Regions from separate parts of the Zea mays genome. Here region 1 is linked to region 2. A link is a contact called in public Hi-C data. All regions are on one chromosome and are shown on one strand. The core of a region is the stretch at or near the end of the contact, and the rest is flanking DNA. Distances in the headings are between cores, read along the strand shown. Region 1 holds the start of LOC100284609. Region 2 holds the start of LOC100278358.

The links. A called contact is a pair of places that touch in the nucleus more often than the background predicts.
Region 1: a Hi-C map of leaf shows a contact between it and region 2, with 7 times the contacts expected there. The contact joins the promoter of LOC100284609 here to the promoter of LOC100278358 in region 2. A contact is called at or near these places in 2 of 25 Hi-C or Micro-C datasets (ear and leaf).

What each region holds. Positions count from the first base shown.
Region 1 is chr5:185,609,344-185,612,043 of Zm-B73-REFERENCE-NAM-5.0, reverse strand. It overlaps LOC100284609, which reads right to left and starts at 1,417. Exons shown (of 4, transcript NM_001349011.1): 1 at 1,201-1,417; 2 at 435-484; 3 at 115-336; 4 at 1-26. The coding sequence starts at 1,316.
Region 2 is chr5:185,313,348-185,316,047 of Zm-B73-REFERENCE-NAM-5.0, reverse strand. It overlaps LOC100278358, which reads right to left and starts at 1,369. Exons shown (of 2, transcript NM_001151659.1): 1 at 287-1,369. The coding sequence starts at 1,003.

The DNA of each region.
Region 1 (2,700 bases), core at 168-2,667, 300 kb before region 2:
GATTTCAGGCGTGCTCAGCTCCCTTCCTGAAAAATAAAAACACAGGTTGTCAAAAAAAGTCCATGAGACCATGACCAATAGGTATAGGTTGTAAGAAAAAAAAAATCACAAAACCTTCAGCATATCGAGATCTGTAAGCAATCTGGAGCTTCGAGACCAGGTGCTCGATGAAGCCATCCGATTTGTTGACGATCCGTGCGGCCAGCGTGCTTCGCAGACCTTTCTGCCTCAGAAACAGGGACAGGACAGCCTTTGCTTCCTCTCTTTCCGCTGCAAGCAACCTTGAGCGAACAGATGCAGGGCTATGAGGCGCAGCCACCCATAAATCATCAGCATCTGCATCACAGAGGAGTTCCGTGCGCTGCGAAGATAAATTGCCTGTGCAGCGTGCTTTTAAGGAGAGAAGTTGTTAAGGGATGAGCAGGTAATCTCACATGACTGTGCATTGCAAATTGGAAGCTGGCGAGACACAAGGGTGCAAGATCTGCATGGACACAAGACAACAATCAGTGCACTGGAACCATCCATTAGCGGTTGCATGGGGATGCTTGACGGAGATTAGTCCATTTCTATTCAATTTTGACTAACAAGATTTAAACTCCTTCAATCCCTTCGATCCACTTCTAACCCAAGTGGCCGGGTGTGGATGACGTTTTTACGAAAATCGTTGAGGAGAACTGGGCCAGCAACCAGGTAGTGCATTCTTTACAAACTTATGTGGTGTTTGGTTTGAGAAACTACTCCATCCAAAATAAAGTGGTGCATCATGGATCCATTCCTCAAATTTGATGGGATAACTTCATTCCACATATTAGTACTAATTAACTAACTATGAGGAATTGAGTGGTGATGTATCAACTTATTCTATTCCACAAACCAAACAAAAAAGTTAGGAGTGAGAAAATGATATACTAGCTCATTACTCAAACCAAACACCCCATTACTGTGCCAAGGGGCAGGGTTTGTCCCAGATAATTTTGACCCCCCGAAGAAAGAAGCTTTCTTGAGGTAATTTAAACTGGTTGCCAAAGCTACCAAAAAAAAAACCTAGAACGCACAGTTACTAGCAGACTAGCAGTGGGGTAGCTAGGAAGGCACGTACGCCGCTGGGTACCTAGGTTGTTCTGGAAGAAGGAGACCCTACATCTCACCCTCGCTCTACAGAGGACACACTTCGAAGGGGGGAGGAAGCGAGAGTACCTGCATGAAGAGGAGGACCTCGACAGGCTGAGCCGCCATGGCGGAAGCTGCAGGCCGCGGGGCTGGCACGAGACCGGGCAGAGCTCGACGCGCGGGGGCGCCTCCAAGCAGGCCATTGCCGGGAGGAGAAGACGGAGCAGATCAGCAGAAGCACCGCAACCACAACAGCGGGGAGGCAGGGAGAGAGAGGCTATCGAGAACTAACTAGATAGACACGTCATACTGGCCCCCTTCTTCTGGACGGGGACGCCCCCTCGTCTTCTCGAGATTCTCACATCCGAGACATTGGCAATTTTGTTATTATGATTTATTAGCTTCGCTAGTATAACATCGAACGTATAAATCATAGATATAGATAGTCTCATCGCCATTCGCTAGTATATCATCGGACGTATAAATCATAGACATAGATAGTCCCACTAATCATAGACACGAGATGTTATAATAACAGACAACCAAAATTGAGTGGCACAGTCACAAATTTCTCCTCTCATCCCGTGTCATGGCAAACGGTAAAGAAAAACTAACGGACGGCTCCTTCCACCTAACGGTCCAAGAAAACAATGAAAAACTTGCTCGCGAGAGAAGGCGAGAAGCAAGCTCAAGCTGCTGTGTGGATCCTCATCGTAGCACGCATAGGTTCCAGTCTCTGCTCGCCTTCCCCCGACGTCGCCGCTCGCCTTCCGCTGCCCCCGCTCGCCTTGGAACATGCATGAGAGAAGCTGCATCGTCACTGAGATTAAATAAAATGCCTATCTCTAATAATATTCTTTAAATTCGGTCCTCCATACGTGCAGTGCTACTAAAATTCATATTCTAGTTTCGATGTCGTAAAAAAATTCGTGAAGGACACAAAGGTAGGTATGCAAAGGACAGTGATGTAAACGAATCTGACGGAAGTACGCATCAACAAATATTAAATAAATGTGTGGTCGTGCATACAACGGATGTCACAGTTAAGACTGACTTCAACGGTTCCCCCTAAATTTCTCCCCCTATATCCCACTCACGTGCCACGTCAGCGTTCTCTCTCCCCCTATTTCTCCACACTCTACAACGGTTCCCCCTATATCTATCCTCTAAACCCCACCACAATAATATTATATATTTTCTTCATCAACTAACTCAACTACCATCCAATATTAATATTATTTTTATTTCTTATTTCTACAGTACACGGGGATAACTACCATTAAATATTAATTTAATTTTTATTTCTTATTTGCACAGTACACGGACATTCGTACCATGACATATTAATTTTATTTGTATTTGTTATTTGAACAGTACACCGGCGTCACGTGTTCCACAATTAATTACCAAACGCCATAATTAGTATTAATACGGTCTTATAAATACGGTTCCATTTTATGTTTTTTAAAAAAAAGGAATTAACATTCTTCTCGTACACGACACGATTGGCTTCCAGCACACGACTGTCTTCTCCGGCAAGCCACGACCCTCTGGTTTCCTTCACACACTGAAGCTATCTTTAAATAA
Region 2 (2,700 bases), core at 120-2,619:
TTAGCTACTTAATAGCAAAATAGCTCTCCAACAGGCTAGCCATTTAAATTGACAAGCTATCCAGCTCTCTAAATTGACTCCCTCACTAGCCAAGCTAACTTGCATGTTGGAGAGTCTGTTGTAATAAGATGTTATATTTAGAGTTTAATCTTTATAGAGTGACAAATAAAGAGTCAAATAGAGAATCAAAAATAAAGAGTCTTTTGAAGATGCTCTTACAGCAAGAACAGCTAATAAGCATTTGCAGAAGATGTGATTTAAGCAGTAGCAAATGTGGATGGCTCACCTGCAGCTGCCCTCTCCCAGCGGCGGCATGCAGCACGGTGGATCCACGGATGTCGAGATACGTCGACACGCTGGACTCGTCGAGCAGCTCCCTGAGCATCTCCACGCTCCCGCCCCTCGCCGCGGCGTGGACGGCCCGGCTCATCATCTCAAGCCGGAACACGGAGCTGCGCCTGGCGCTGGCTTCGCCGTTCCGGCAACTCGTCGAGCACCTCGGCGACATGGCGTGGTCGAGCAGCAGCCTGAACACGTCCGCGCTCCCGCCCCTGGCCGCCGCGTAGAACATGTCCGTGACGCCGTACTCGCCCTCGCCGAACACGAGCAGCGGGTCCCTCTCCAGCAGCTCCCGCACGAACGCGGCGTCCCCGGCCGACGCCGCCGCGTAGAGCACCCAGCCGCCGTACCCGGCCCGGAGCAGCGTGTTCTCCCCGGCGCCGGGGCGGTGGTTCCTGCACTCGCACTCCAGCAGCAGGCTGCGGGCGACGGACGCGCGGTTCCGGGCCGCGTCGGCGAAGCGGGCGTCGTCGTCCCACAGCGCCTCGAGGCGGCGGATCCGGCGGAGGGAGGTGAGCTTGATGAGCAGGTTGGGGTCGAGGTGCAGCAGCTGGCGGACGATGTCGTAGTGGCCGTCGGCCGCCGCCCAGTCTATCGGCGACGCGTACCACCACTGGTCGCCCGTGCTCTCCCACCGCAGCGGGAAGTAGCAGGACCGCTCCATCGCCGGAGCCTCGGGAGAGATCCAGCGGCGGGCTGCCGCCGCGCCTGCGCTGCTGTACCTGTGCGCCTCGCGGTGAGCCGTGGTCAGCTACTCACATAGTCACATGGCATGTGATACAATCATATTCATACAATACAAGGCCGTGCCAAGAACTGCAGCAGCAGCAGCAAGGTGGAACGAGGAGAGAATGTGTGCACCAGCACTCGGCGAGCCACCATGTGACAACAAAGGAAATGACTTGTTTACTGCTAGACAAGAACAGCAGGACAGGAGCGCAGGACTCAAAGCATTTGTAAACTGCAGACTGAGCTTACGCAAATGGAGATTTTAAAAAGATTAAAAGCATGCGTGGGAAGAACACGTCTGCAACACCGAAGACAAATACAATACCTTGTGCAAAAGAAGTCGGTGTGCGCAGCTCAACTGCTCAGGAACAAGAACCAGACCGTGCAGTGCCTGCAAGCGCAAAGCTGGGGCTCATAAGCCATCATCAGAGGGGCCCGGGATTAGGCCACCAAAGTGGTTCAAAGAGACAGTACTAGTAGTAGGCAGGGCAGTAGCGTGGTGCAAAGGTGCCATGTCGTTATGGATGAGAGAGAGAGGGAGAGCGAGAGAGGATCAGAGGAGCTGGGTCCATGCAGTTGCACAGTACAGTGTGAAAGTCAGTGGTACCGCCGTCCAGTCCAGCTCCAGCTGCAGCCCAGTGGTCCTATCTGGAAAAAAGAGAGCGGAACAGACAGTGATCGAGCGGGGGGAGTCCCTGCCTGCCTGCATGATGAATCTGTATCAGTGGGTGGAGGGATGAGAAGGCGTGGAGATCTTTTTCAGAAGGGCGTGGCGTGGCCCGGGGACGGAAAGGTGAAACGAAGCCATTCATGGTGGTTCGGCAGTGCAGCCTTTGAAACAGAATCATGAGAGCCCAAGGTGGAGAGAAGGCGAGAGGGGTGGGGACAACGGGGCAGGCAGGGGAGGGGAGGTTGAGCCATGGAGGAGGGGAGGCAGGCAGGCAGGCAGCATCGGAAGGTTGGTTCGGGGTCGGCAATGATGCAAAGGCGTGGTAGCACAGTACCAGCAGTGGTTTTACCGTGCCCCAGTACGCAGTTAGGTGGCGCAGGCAGGCAGCTCTGGATGGCTGCAGACGGGCCTCATCAGATCAGACTCTGAAAGGCGTTTCTCTGGATTCTAATCCATGTATGTTGTACAGCTTGACGGCAGTAGTCTGCCGCACCAATGTTCGGCCGTTGAATCAATTCCCTTTTATTTCAAACGATTTTTTGTAAAAATAAAAGAGAGAGAGAGCGAGAGAGTAATCTATGAGCTCCTTGGAACCGAATCTGACCCGGCGTAAAGCACGAATCAACCGCGACTGAACCCAGGTAGCGTGGCTAGAACTGGCCTCGCAGCGTTCCTCGACACAGCATCGCTGTCGCGACGAGATGGAAACCGTTCCATCGAGTTCATTTATTCATGAACAGCGCCAGCACTTAGCTCGCCCATCGCTTATATTAACTCGGATGACGTTGATGGTCCAACGACAGCGAGTAGAGTGCACAGACAGACTCCGCTCTCGTCCCCGTCTCGGCGTCTCCACAACCCACATGCGTGCATATGCATGCCGCTACCCACATGGCGATCCACGCCACCCTCTTCGGCCTTCACTGCTCTTGAACTGAACACGCGTCGTGTACGTGGTTGTG